Linked DNA regions of Anas platyrhynchos: region 1 is linked to region 2. A link is a contact called in public Hi-C data. All regions are on one chromosome and are shown on one strand. The core of a region is the stretch at or near the end of the contact, and the rest is flanking DNA. Distances in the headings are between cores, read along the strand shown.

Region 1 (7,061 bases), core at 760-3,259, 53 kb before region 2:
TCATGGAAGAGGACTGCAGCTCATGGCATTTTCTTTTTATCCAACCAAACTTCCAGTAGCACCATAATGGCAATACATGAAACACAAGACAGAACATCGTTAACTGTTATTCTGATATTCACAATTTCTTTTCCCATTTTTAGTGATTTACATAGCAAAAAACAAAACAAAACAAAAAAAAAATAAACATTAACAGTGCAGGCGCTTTGGCCAACTTCAGCTTGTGTTCAGCTGTACATCTTCCGTATGCGAAAGAAACAAACAAACAAAAAAGCCAGCATATTTGGAACCCATCTTTGCACGTGGGCAGTCATTGCACTGCACTCTGATTCGGGGACTGCAGGAACGCACGCCTTGCAAGGAGATGTCACGTGAACGTCATTCACGAAAGCCTGAGTGAGTCTTTGGTAGGCTAATGCTTTATCATTATTATACATTTATCTACCACAGTCATTTTAATTCACTAGGATTTTCTTTTGTGATTGAAGGTGGCCAAAGAGGACATTCTGGAAAACATTACAGTAAAATCCTCAAGCGACCAGGCACTTCAAACCCAGTCTTTTCCGAAGGCACCGAGAATTGATGGGGCACCAATTTTCCCCCCTCATGAAAGGTGACTGCATCTGCTTTTCTACAATGCTTATAAATCAATGGACTGTTACTCTACAGGTTTTACACGATATATAGTAGCCTTATCTGCCGCATGGTTGGTTGCATGAATAAACAAGTGACCCCACTGCTCTTCATGGGTGATGTCTCCATTCTGCCACGCATTAATTACCAATTTCTTCTGTTTCAAAACCATATAAAATGCCGTAACCTTGCTCAAAGTGTACACGCAAACGCTTCTGACACAGGCTACATCCACCTGAAGACACGCGAGTCGTTCTACGTGCATTCTAAATAGTGTGTCCAGTTATGAAACAAAATGATGCTCATGAATATTCACTGCTGAAAGGTGTTTGGACAGGTCTCTGCAAAACTTTTGCTTCCCTTAGAGTTCACACTAGAATGGTTTTAAGTCACTAATGCTCAGCTAACACCCATTTATCCCAAACCCCATATTTTTCAAGTGAACAGTGCAGGACATAGTATTCATTTTAGCATTTAACATTAACGATTACCCAATTTTTTAATTTTTTTTTTTTTTTTTTTTACCTAAGTACACCAAGCATATGCTTTCAAGCAAAGTCGTGGCAAAAACAAAAAAAAAACATGGATGTATTTGTACTGCTGTAATGCACTTGTTAAAGCCTTCGTGCCCCTTCACACAGGTCTAGGATCCATATGAAGTACTCTTCTTTATTAGACAGGTATATATAAAATACAGTTGTATCAAAACCTTGCTTCTGCTGGTCACCTGAAACTTAACGCAAGTCATCGCATTGTAATTCAACCAGCTTTCAGGCAGGGTTCGTTAGTGGTAAATACGTTTTTGCAGCACTTTTTGGCTTAAATTTCAGTCTGAATAGCAGTGCTCAACTCCGCAGCATGTTGCGAATGGTTGTTGTTGGTTTCTTTCAGCGCTTCCCCAGCACCCGGATCTCCATCCGTGGCAGAAGCGTTGTTCACGCCTTCCTCGGCGATGTAACTCAACTGGGGAACGTCAGTGCTCGGGGCTGCGGGGACGGGCGCAGGGATCCCACTCGCCTGGGGGGAGTTTTCCAAGCGGTCGTTTTCCACCTCTGGGAGAACACTGACCGTGGTAAAGCGCGTGTGATAGTCGCTGGAACCGTGGCTACAGGAAGTTTTCATACTCTCCATATCTGAGCAACTGAACTCAGAAAAGTGACTCGAGTGGGAATCTGCTACAGATGGAATACTATCGCTAAGAGAGGGAGAGTCAAATTCACTGGAGTTTGTGCTTTGTTGTTCCAACAGCTGGGCATCCATGTCCTCCCTTGTCTCGTTTATCTTCATGCTGCTTTTCTTTCGCAGCTTACCTTTACATTTTTTTCCTGCTGTTGTTTCTTTGGACCACTTGGTGGCACTCGATTTACTCTCTGGCACGCAGGCCGAGGAACAGCCAGCGTTACTACGACCCGCAGCACTGCCGTCGTCAACACTGCTGCTTCCACTGTTGTGTCTGAATTTGGCTGGCTTTGATTCAATATCCACTTGTACTTCCATACTGTTGCCTTCCCTAGAACAAGAAAACCTGTCAGTATATCTGGTCATCTAAGACGAGCCAGCCAAAGCAGCCAAACAAACTCCCGCTGCTTTCCAAAATGCTGCTTTCCAAAATACAGAGAGCAGAAGAAAGTTACAGCGATGGGACTGATTTTAGGAAAAGTGTTCGACCAAACAAACAGCCCAAACAGGAGCACACAGTCTGAAAGATCAAATGCTTTCCTGAGCTGCACTAATTGTGTGTTCCTCTTTGGAAATAACCTTGGCAAATACAAGCGATCATACATAATTCAATTTCTAACAAAAAAAAATGTAGTTTCAAAGTTTTAAGTAGATCAGATGAGGCATGCTTAGAATATGCTTTAATAAGCAAGATTTATCCATCTTCTGTTTTCAGCACATTTCTCTTACCTGTCCAAAGGGATATAGGAGTTCAGAATGGATCCTGCCATCGCTTTGGTACTGGCATTATCACTAACTGTTCCCAAGCTCACTGTGCCAGATTCTCCACTCAGACTGTATCGTTCTTTCTGCACATCTGCTTGTACTTCCAGTCTTGGAGAGAAAGAAAATAAGAGTTATGTATACTGCTACTACAGTTAAAGCACCCTAGTTGAAAATTACTGTCACCTTGTAAAATTTCTCCCCCATTCAGTAGTAAGCACAGTTTATTAGTTAAAACCCCAAAATAGATGAAATTCCCAGCAGAGCAAAACGTTGCATTGTAAAAACAGTTTCTGGATGCTTTCCTCCCTGAGGTTTACAATAACAACTTTCAGACTAATCTACAATTTTTTTGCAGATAACATATGGTCCTCTTAAAAAAATGGAGAAAACAATCAGAAATGATCAGAAGGGTACGCAAGTTCAAGACAGTTCCCGTGTTTTCACAGCTGCAAATTATTACTGATGAAGTAACTGTCAGAGAACTCTGTTCTCCACTCTGCTTTATATTGCATTTTGTTTATTGCAACAATGTCCTTTTTCTATGTAGCCTGCACTTCTGAGTTACTTAAACCAGGTGCTACTCATTTTCTTAAGGAGCTAATTCCACCCTGATCCCTAAAAAGGAGTATTCTTTCCAGACACTCCCTGTCTCCTCAGCATACAGGACAGCCAAAACGTATAGTAAGACCCCAATTAACAGAAGGCACCGAACACCTAGATGACAAAAAAGCTGTCACCTGGGCAAGGCTGAGGTGCTCCAAAGGGACAATTTGGTATTTGATGATTTAGTGAACACGCCAGAAGTCCTGACTTTGCCATGAGATGCACTGAGACAACACAACCGTGGCCTCTAAGAGGAGAGCTAAGTGTGAGGTGCCTCCTGGGCAGGGGCTGCCCTCATGGGAAGCAGGAAAAAAATGCAGACTCTTTGAAGACCGTGATCTAGCAGGATCTTTTGGATACCAATAAGCTTGTCAGAGACAAATTCTATCTCAGAAACAGTGCCTTTTAGCAGGAACCACATACATTGAAAAAAATATCAAGAAACCTGGTAATACAACATCCTCTGCTTACATTAAGAGCTGGATCCTCTGTGTCAGGAAGGATGTCCCTTACCTGTTAAAGCAGTTAACCATTGCACTTCCTGAGAGGCTCCCTGTTATACTGGCTCCAGCCAGGGCCATGGTGCTAGCAGTTTCGCTGAGGTTGTCTCGGATGGCTCCTATTCTGTCCATGTGGCTACCGCTTGCACTCAAGCTGCCGGTCAGTCCCCCGACGCTCCCTTCACCTATACTGGGGTTGTGGCGCGCCTCTGCTACTGAAGTGGTGTCTAGACAGAAAGGAGGAAGGCTCGTTAGTCATGGAAGCACAACTTACTCGTTTCTAGAGCATGACCATGGAAACTGCCCCTGGAGTTATGCTGAGAACAAGGATTTATAAACTAAAGTAACTTTGTTAAAGAAAACTGGACCTTTCTTGGGGTTGCTATCGTGGTTATGCCTGGTATGACATAGTAAAGACACTGAAAAGTTAACCATAGGATACGAAATATGGAGTCAAGCAACACAGGGAGACGCAATGTCAAAGGGTATTGCTAAACAATTTAAAAAAAAAAGCACCAGAACAGCAGCTACAAGCATTTAGTTCTCTATTTATGGACAAAAAGATGAAACTCAGCAAGCTTGCACAAAGCAGTATTCTGAAAAAAGAAGCTTTGATTTTATCTTAAAGCTTTTACCCATAGAATGGACATTACATAAGTCTGGCTTTGGTTAAAATGGTCAAGCAAAGCTTTAATGCATCACTACTTTGAATTTGGATTCTGACAACTGACTTTAAAAAAAAAAGAAAATATGTTTCTGCTTGTTTTTAAAAAAAGATCATTTAATAATTTTTAACATAACATTAAGCTGTGAATACGCTGTCCTCCATTTCTATACTTCTGTGATCTTGCTGACTATTAGAAAGGAAGTAAAATAGAAGTGGGATGCTCAGTTACCTTTCAGTCATACTAATGGAAGTGCAAGACTGGATTCTAGAAAATTAAAATTTCCTACTCTTACCTTACACCTAGTGCTGTGTCAGAAGCAGGACAAAAAAACAAGAAGACTGTGATTGCCTTGCTCTGTGTCCAAGTGAGCAGGTGCTGCATTACAGCACAGCAGAACATGAACACAGAGCAGCTACCCTCTGCATTCTGGGTATCTGAGGCCATCGAATACAAGTCACAAAGCCTCAATTTACAGAAAATGAAACCTTTTTCTTACCTACAGCTGCATTTGTCCCACCAACGTTTATATCATTTTCATCGTCAAATTCTATCCTGACACCTTTCCCGTTGCCTGCCGAAACGCCACAGCCTCCACTCCGGCAGAGGGAAATGGGAACGACTCCGTACACGTACGCCAGCATAATAGGAACACCAATACCTGCAGAGGAAAATACCATCCTTTATTAAACACAGCTTATGTTTTGCACTCTCTCATACCAGTGATCTCATAGTCCACAATTACTTAAGTAATTCACACCTGAAAGAAACCAGGAGGGGGCAAAATTAAGAGGCGCTGATAAATCACTAGGCTGAAATGACAGCAAAGTACTTTCAGCAGCCAGAAGAGTCCTCTCTCAGTATCAGTAGGTAGAGAAGCATAACTAATACTTCCAGTACGTCTGGAACATCTTTTATAAACAAAATTAAAATATTTCATGTTTAAAGTTCATGCAAGTTCTATTGGATTTTGCATTCACTGGAGTCAGACAGGGCTTGGCGATTGATTTAATAGGACTTAACATCATTATTAGCATAGGATCTTTTATAATTTTCTGAATCACACTAATTCCATTTAAGAATTATACAAATTTTCCTTCTGGAGGCCATGTGGTAACGGCAGTGGGGCAAGAGTAAAATAAAAAGAGCAGGTTTGAGATCACCCTGATGAAAATAAACAAGAATAAGTCTATGGGGCCTGATGCCATGCATCCCAGGGTCCTGAGGGAACTGGCTGATGGAGTTGCCAGGCCTCTCTCCATCGTATTTGGAAAGTCCTGGCTGTCAGGTGAAGTCCCTGGTGGGGGCTTACCTGGACTAGCTAGGTAAGTGGGCCCATGTGAGCCTCACGAGGTTCAACAAGTCAAAGTGCAAGGTGCTGCACCTGGGTTGGGGCAATCCCAGACATGAGGACAGGCTGGGAGAAGAACCAAATCACTGAGAGCAGCCCTGTGGAGAAGGACCTGGGGGTTCTGGTGGATGAAAGGCTCAACAAGAGCCAGCAGTGTGTGCTTGCTGCCCAGAAGGCCGACTGCACCCTGGGCTGCATCAACAGAGGAGTGGCCAGCAGGTCGAGGGAGGTGATTGTCCCCCTCTGCTCTGCCCTTGTGAGGCCCCACCTGGAGTGCTGTGTCCAGGTGTGGAGCCCCCAGCACAAGAAGGATGTGGGGCTGTTAGAGCGGGTCCAGAGGAAGGTCACAAAGATGATCAAGGAGCCAGAGCACCTCTCCTATAAAGAAAGGCTGACAGAGCTGGGGATGTTCAGCCCGGAGAAGAAAAGGCTCCAGGGAGATCTCACTGCAGCTTTTCAGTACTTACGAGGACTTATTTTAAAAAAAAAAAAAAAAAAAAAAAATGGAAAACAACTTTTTGCGTGGACAGATAATGACAGGACAAGGGGGAATGGTTTTAAACCAAAAGAGGAGAAATTTAGATTAGAGGTTAGAAGGGAATTCTTCGCTCAGAGGGTGGTGAGGCCCAGGCACAGGCTGCCCAGAGAAGCTGTGGATGCCCCATCCCTGGAGGTGCTCAATACCAGATTAGACGAGGCTCTGAGCAATCCAGGTGGCATCTCTGCCCAGAGAGGCAGGGGGGTGGAACTAGATGATCTTTAAGGTCCCTTCCAACCTGAGCCATTCCATGATTCTACAATCCTAAAAAGCTCCACAAAATAAAACCAACTTCTTTCCCTAAAAAGCCAAGTTTTATCTCTACTGAAGAGTAAGGAATAAGCTTGAAATTGTGAGGCAAAGCAGACCTATACAAATATCTGAGACACTGCGCCCCACTGCCTGTTTAGCAGGAATCTGATGCCACAGCTACATGAAAATTCAATGCAACGCTGAAAGTCACCACAGACACTATGTTGGCTGGCACATCTGCATTTGCACGGTGGTTACCCATTGAACAAGTGATTTAAAACCCCATCTTCACGGCCAATTTAGACCACCACGTGCTAGAAGTCAGCCTTTCTTCCCAAGGCCACTCATTTCTCTAAGCATTATTTCTAGCACAAGGGGGAACACTGCATACACAAGGGCACAATGAATCAGACCGTGGTCCCAAAACCAGGGTTTGTGTACAGTGATCTTGGAGCTACGTGGTGAGAAGATGAATGTCACAATATAGAGTCAGATCTTCCTCAAATGCCATCCTCCACATCCTTATGAAAAAAACATGGTAAAATTCAAATCGACTCTCATTGCACAGCAAGAGG
Region 2 (6,600 bases), core at 823-3,322:
AAACTGAAAGTCTAAAGTTTTTGCCATGTTAAACAGTAAAACGCTGTTAATGAATAATTTAAAGAAGAGAAAAAGTTTGCCCATTTTCCATCGGAAGGCTCTGCCCAACTGACAAAAGAATTCAAGGACTTGTGCTCTTTCACAAGTTGAAAATATCCACACAAAACAAGTTGTCCCAACATGTATATTAATACTAACTTGGAATCCCATGGCTAAGGGAGCTTTAATGATTCATTTACTAAGGCAGAGACAAGGATTTGTACACACTACGAAGGTAAACAAATACATCTATCAAGTGCCTTCCTTCCTCCTGAGCCTCAACAAGCGTAATTAAACACAATCTGATGACGGCTCTATGCAGGAACAGCATCGTTTGGCTGCTGGAACTAAGGGGAAGTGGATGGAAGAAAACCGCATATACACATTTCAATTCCCCCTCGTAGAAATTTATGATCTGATGTCCTCAAACTCAAAACGAGCTGACGGCGTGGAGACAAGAGGCAGAATTCAGCATCTGTAAAATGCTGAATTTTATAAAGCACTGCTGAAACTCTGGCATGGTTCAAAAAGCATGCATATGGGAGAGAGGTTTCCTGTAAACCTTTTAGTGAGCTGACCTGAAGAGCAGCATTATTGCCATTACGCCCAAAACTTTCATTTTCATTTTCTGGTCCAAACGGGTCTGGGCTCACGTGCAATTAAAACAAAGTGGTTTCGCAGCTTTCGGAAAGTTTTCAAGTGCAAGCAGAGCAATGTTTACAAGGGAAGTGATGCTAAAACTTCAGAAAGCAGTAAGTGCTGTTACACAACCAGTGCTTCTACGTAGGCAAGCGAATTCCCTGAAGCCGGCAGCTCCCCATGCTCTGGACGTTGAACCGAAAGCCTCCTTTTTCCACCCAGCAACCCCACCACAGCATTTCAGCAGACAGGGGAATGCAGCCCTTGAGCTGACAAAAAACGAAACTCTTTTTCTAAAAAAAAAAAAGTTTGAAAAAAAAAAAAAAACAGCTTTGAAGTAAGAATTACGAAAGCTGGTATTCTGAAGTGAGTTTCTGAGGCTCCTCTGCAGAAGTGAACGCTGCAAGCTCCATTTCCCAACCTGCCCTTTGCCTTTACGAAAAAAAATAAATAAAAAAAAAAAATACTGCTGTCCTCGATGACAACCGAGATAAAGCCCTAATCGCTTCCAACGCCAGCTCCGGTATTTTTTTCTTTTTGACCAGAACCGGGATTTGCTGTGCTCCTCGCAGGGAAACCCAGGCACGTTTCCAGTGAACCCCCCCCCCGGGGGCAGGGAGGCCCCTTCCCCTGTTCTGTGCCCCCCTCCCCTCAGCCTTCCTGCTCACTGTGGGGCACCAGGAGCCCCCCCACACCCTCCTGCAGCCCTTCCTAGAGTCGTTCCCCATTTTTCCCCGTTTTTCGCCGTTTTTCCCCCATCCTCCCGCAGCACGCCGCGCTGCCGCAGGGGGACGGGGGCCAGGAAAGCGCCCCCGCTGCCACCTCCCGTCCCCTCCCCGCACCTCCAGGGGGGTCGAACCGAGGTCCTGACACCCCCCAACCCCCCCGTCTTCCTCCTCCTCCTCCTCTTCCTCCTCCTCGGGGCGGGACAGGCCCCTCGCCCCGCCCGGGGGGGAGACAATGGGCGCGATGACTTCACCCTCCAGCAATGCGAGGGGCAGCGCCCCCCTCTTCCAACCCTCCCCGGACCCCCCAGGACCCCCACAGACCCCTCTCCTCCTCCCACAGGCGGCTCCGCTCCACCTCCCCCCCCCCTTCCCTCATCGCCCCCCTCCGCCACGCTCAGGGCGGCGGCTGCCAGCCCCCGGCGGAGAACCGGGGGCGGAGGGAGGGGGGGGGGGGGGCGCTTCCCCGCCGCCGTGTACCTGCGGGGCGGCGGCAGAAGAAGCCGACCCGGCGCAGGGAGCCTCTCCCCGGGTCCGTGTCTCTGTGTGTGAGGGAGAGGAGGCGAGAGGAGAGAACGGGGCGGCGCTGCCGGGGCCGGCGCTGCCGGGGCCGGCCCTGCCCGCTGAGGGGAGGCGGCGCCGGGGCCGTCGGTTTCCGCGACGCGCTGAGCTCACGCGTATGGCGGCGGCGGCGCCGCCTCGGGGCGGGTCCCGCTCGCCACACAGTCGCCGCCCGCCTCTCGCTGGGGTGTTTGTTCCCCCCCCCTCCCTGCCATGCCTTTATTTAATAAATTATTATTTAACTCCGTGTGGATTTGGTACTCCGTAATGGGTGAAGGTGGCCGGGGGAGAGCGAGGTGTTGAGGCGCTGCGGTGGGGTCGGGCTGCTGGGGGGTGGTGCGGGTGTGGGAATGAGAGAGCAGAGGTTTTGTGCCATGGTGTGGCACTGAATCATAGGATCATTAGGGTTGGAAGAGACCTCCAAGATCACCTGGTCCAACCATCATGCTGCTGCCAATGTCACCCACTGAACCATGTCCCCAAGCACCACGTCCAACCTCTCCTTGAGCACCCCCAGGGACGGTGACTCCACCACCTCCCTCGGCAACCCGTCCCAATGCCTGGCTGCTCTTTCTGAGGAGAAATGTCTCTTCATTTCCAACCTAAACCTCCCCTGGCACAACTTGAAGCCATTCCCTCTAGTCCTATCACTGGTTACCTGTGAGAAGAGGCTGACCCCCAGCTCCCCACAGCTTCCTTTCAGGCAGTTGTAGAGAGCAATAAGGTCTCCCCTGCGCATCCTCTTCCCCAGACTGAACACCTCCAGCTCCCTCAGCCGCTCCTCACAGGACTTGTGCTCCAGGCCCTTCACCAGCTTCGTAGCCCTGCTCTGGACAAGCTCCAGGGCCTCAGTGTCCTTCCTGTAATGAGGGGCCCAAAACTGAACACAGTACCCGAGGTGTGGCATCAGCAGAGCAGAGGAGAATGATCACCTCCCTGGTCCTGCTGGCTACGCTATTACTGATACAAACCAGGATGCCGCTGGCCTTCTTGGCCACCTGGGCACGCTGCCAGCCCATTATCAGGCCACTGGAAAGATAACCCGCCCCAAAACTTTGTCCAGGAGCCCCCCAGCTTTGATTGCATAACCCTGTTCTCCCTTTGCACAACTGCAATCAGCCTCTGGCTTCTGGGTGCTAGGGCGAGAATAATCATAGATTATTATTATTATAAGGGTGCTTGCTGTGCTCGTCTGCCCCTCTCCTGGGTTCCTTTCTCCTTTTGCTGCTGACCTTCCCAACTTTTCTCACAGGACTCCCTATCTGCAATAATACCATAGCTGTCTTTTTTGTTGACCTCCGCTTCAGGGCCAACTCCAAATCACTCTCCTCTGGCATGCTGTAATAATTATTTGCATACGTAGTTATTACAGTGGTCTTAAATCTTGTGCCTTTTGTTTTCTCCAGTTAATCATTTATACTTTCTAATGTCAACTCTGATTTCTCCAGAACTGGAGTTTATCCCCTGGTCATAGATGAACCGTGGTGCTTCCATTAAGCTGGTTTGAAACCTAAAAGCCTAACTCTGGAAATAGTTACCGATTATCCAACCTGCATTTAATGTGCAAACATTGTAAAATGAATAAAATGTGCCATGCTTTTCCTGTGGAATTTGCTGTGTGTGGTCTGCTAAGGGGTTGCACATATACTTAGCTTCATTTGTGTGCGTAGATCTATTTAAGTCAGGAGGACTGCTTCCAGCGTGGATTAAAATTAAGTGTGGATATGAGTCTTTCCATGGTGAGATACTTAATCTGAAATAACAGAATAGGCAATTACAACAAATGTGGAGGCCAAGTGGAAAATGAGGGTAAAATTATGCTGGAATTTTGCTGTGTTGTGCACAAACAATGGCAGTTTCTTCTTTGCTTGTGAAAGCCAGTAGCAAGGTGAGTTACTTGGGCTCTGCTATTGCAAACACGTACATGTTGTTAAAGGCTTGTCACTAGTGCCACTGTATCAGCTGGACAAGATAAGCAGAAAAATGTTATATACAACTTTGCTGGGTAAAGTCTTGGATGCTTTTTATGTATTACATTTGGTACAGAGAAATGAAGTAGAGAAGTGACGTCCATAAAATGAGGGGAAAAAAGGAAAGACAAGATGAATGAGGGGTAGAAAATGAGGGGAATCGACAGCATACAGAATAGTATGATAAGGCAAATTTTGACTGGGACAGGAACAGCAAACCATTTTACCAACTCAAATGTGCAATTTTCAATCGCACTAAAAGGAAAAACAGCAACAACAAAAGCAAAGTAATGCAGTAATGTATTGGTTTCTAAATGTCCAGAGGGATTCAGCAATTCAGTAAAAATATTCTGAGGTCTCTTGGCTAATGCTGGAAAACAGGAGGGGAGCAGAGTCCAGGCCTTTTAAAATTCTGCACTGGGAGATAGAGTGGTCATTGTGGCGGTCAGATGGTTTCTCCTTGAAGCCGATGAGGGACAAAACAGAAACCTCCAGCCAGCTGCCCTCCTGAGAGCTATGCAGCAGAGAGCCTGCAGCTAAGTAGGTGCTTTTTGACAGAAGCATTCAAAATAGTCAATTAGCAAAATACAGAAAGCACAGGGAGGAAAGAGAATATTTTCTGCACAAGCAATACACCCAAAAAACGACAGAGGTTTGTTTTGATTTATAGGGAGGATATATTTATGTGTTTGCTTGCTTGCTTCTTATTATTATAGAACAGGATGACAAAGAGGTACTACGGAAAAGTAGGGGCTGCCCAGACCTTTTAACAAAGAGGAAATACCTCATGCGCAGTGCATTTTCTAAAGTATACAAAATTTATGAAAACAAACACGACTGTCTTTCCAAATCACTTTCTGGAGAACATCTAGGATTGAAACATTCTGTCTAGATAGCTGGGTATTTAATACAGCTGCTGGCAGAAAAGTACAAAGTAGTATGTCAGAAGACAAAAATACTGCCCTCCAAACAAAGCAGCTGGTGCGTCCTAAAAAGATATAAGCACACACAGCACACTGTCAAATGTGGAAGGGCAGAAATCATATCAGCATGCACAGAGGAGGTGAGTGGACAGAACTGAGAAAAAAAAAAAGTGTTTTTTTTCCTTGGTGGTAGGGAATGGAGAATGGGTGTGACATGGATAACCTGTTAATGTAGTATATTCTCATAATCTATGCTAGTATGGACTGCTGATCTCAGCATAGTTTCATGTCTCATCTGAAAGGGTACTGTATCCTGGGCCAGAACTTCAAGTGTTTATGTTCAGTTCTTTTAACTTATATTGGAAGAGTATCAAACATGATGGCTAAATGTTTCCATCCGTCTGATCCCACATCTGACTCTCTCTGAAATCTTTTAGTGAATATTCCGACATCTTAAACATAAAATCTCCACAGTCAATCTCTCTCTTTTTTTTTTTTTTTTTTTCTTTTTTTCTTTTTTTCTGTAGGTAAGTTTATATTTCGTACAGCCTCTGCCATCACCTGGTCTCCAGTTCATTGTTTTGGGGGAGAAAGAGACATCTTCAGCCTTTCCTCTTCTGACAAACACATTTGTGTCTCTGATCTTTCATCATGTTTGAAGACCCCACCTGTTTGAGGATCCACTACTTTTCTACATTTACCAGATAATCTCTCTTGCCAAAAATGTTCTTTCTGGTGAGTTTATTTTTAGCACCTCTCATTTTACCAATCTGTCTTGCCGTGTTGCCCCACAAATGGCTGTATTTGTACAAAAAGCATGGCAGAAGATTGATGTGGCAGCAGGAGCAAGCATCATGGGAAACACAGAGAATTTAGATCAATTTTGCCACTGGAGAAAATTTAGTGTAGAAACGTACTCTAACTTTCACCTGAAGAAGAAAGGACAAAAGCCTTTGAAAAAGTAAAATATCTGCCAAATTCATTGATAGCAAAATATATCTTTAGACCAGGCATGAAAAAAATATGCAGTACTAATAAATGTCAATATATAACTGATAAATATATCCTATATTAGTATGGCCAAGACACAAAGTGCACAGGAACTGGAATAGGTGTTGAATTCTGTCAGTTTTCTGTTGACTCTTTGAAAAATCTTTTGCCATTGTATTGAGTGGAGCAGATTAAAAATATATACAACAAGAGAAATCCAAATTAGGATTTTCTCAAAAGGTATAATTAACCTGAAGATAAAATGAAAGGATATTTAAATACAGGAATACTATAATAAGAAGCACATTTAAAATGCCTAGGAGAACAGATTAGTATCAGAGCAAGATGAGGTAGATGCTCTCACTGATCCAAGCTACAAAGTGGCAAGATACCAGTAAATAATGTGCAGGCAGAGAATTTCCAAATTCTCAGCATGTCATAAAACATTAAAGATGAAGGCTTCCATAGCCATTTCAAACATCTCATATATCATGCAGTTACATCATCTGCTCGAATCAGTTACTGTAGTAGTCAATAAAGATAAAAAAAGGGTAGAAAATTTAAGATACCTTGGACTACAGGCCCCAGAACATGCCTGCCCCAAGAACAAAAATCTCTTTAAAAGAATTAAGTACGTTAATTTCCAGCTCTTATGAAATTGAAAAAGAAGACTGCATTTTCCCGGGTCTTGATGCCACATTGTCTGCTCTTCTACTGACTTCAGCAAGCTCTGCCTGAGTAACGGGCACAAGC

What was found. A called contact is a pair of places that touch in the nucleus more often than the background predicts.
Region 1: a contact with region 2 is called in a Hi-C map of subcutaneous adipose tissue, with 2.0 times the contacts expected there. The contact joins the enhancer-like site here to the promoter of RNF19A in region 2. A contact is called at or near these places in 3 of 8 Hi-C or Micro-C datasets (liver, skeletal muscle and subcutaneous adipose tissue).

Annotation. Positions count from the first base shown.
Region 1 is chr2:21,925,564-21,932,624 of IASCAAS_PekinDuck_T2T, reverse strand. RNF19A (ring finger protein 19A, RBR E3 ubiquitin protein ligase) reads right to left here. Exons shown (of 11, transcript XM_027452524.3): 8 at 4,845-5,006; 9 at 3,694-3,907; 10 at 2,542-2,685; 11 at 1-2,143. The coding sequence ends at 1,453. Among named protein-coding and RNA genes, the nearest start is that of RNF19A, 52 kb to the right of the region's middle. Within about 2 kb of position 2,009, at least 1 of the 8 cell types and tissues checked has an H3K27ac peak or open chromatin away from gene starts, as enhancers often do. A contact at or near this core is called in subcutaneous adipose tissue, where this site is marked.
Region 2 is chr2:21,872,709-21,879,308 of IASCAAS_PekinDuck_T2T, reverse strand. It overlaps RNF19A (ring finger protein 19A, RBR E3 ubiquitin protein ligase), which reads right to left and starts at 2,072. Exons shown (of 11, transcript XM_027452524.3): 1 at 1,884-2,072.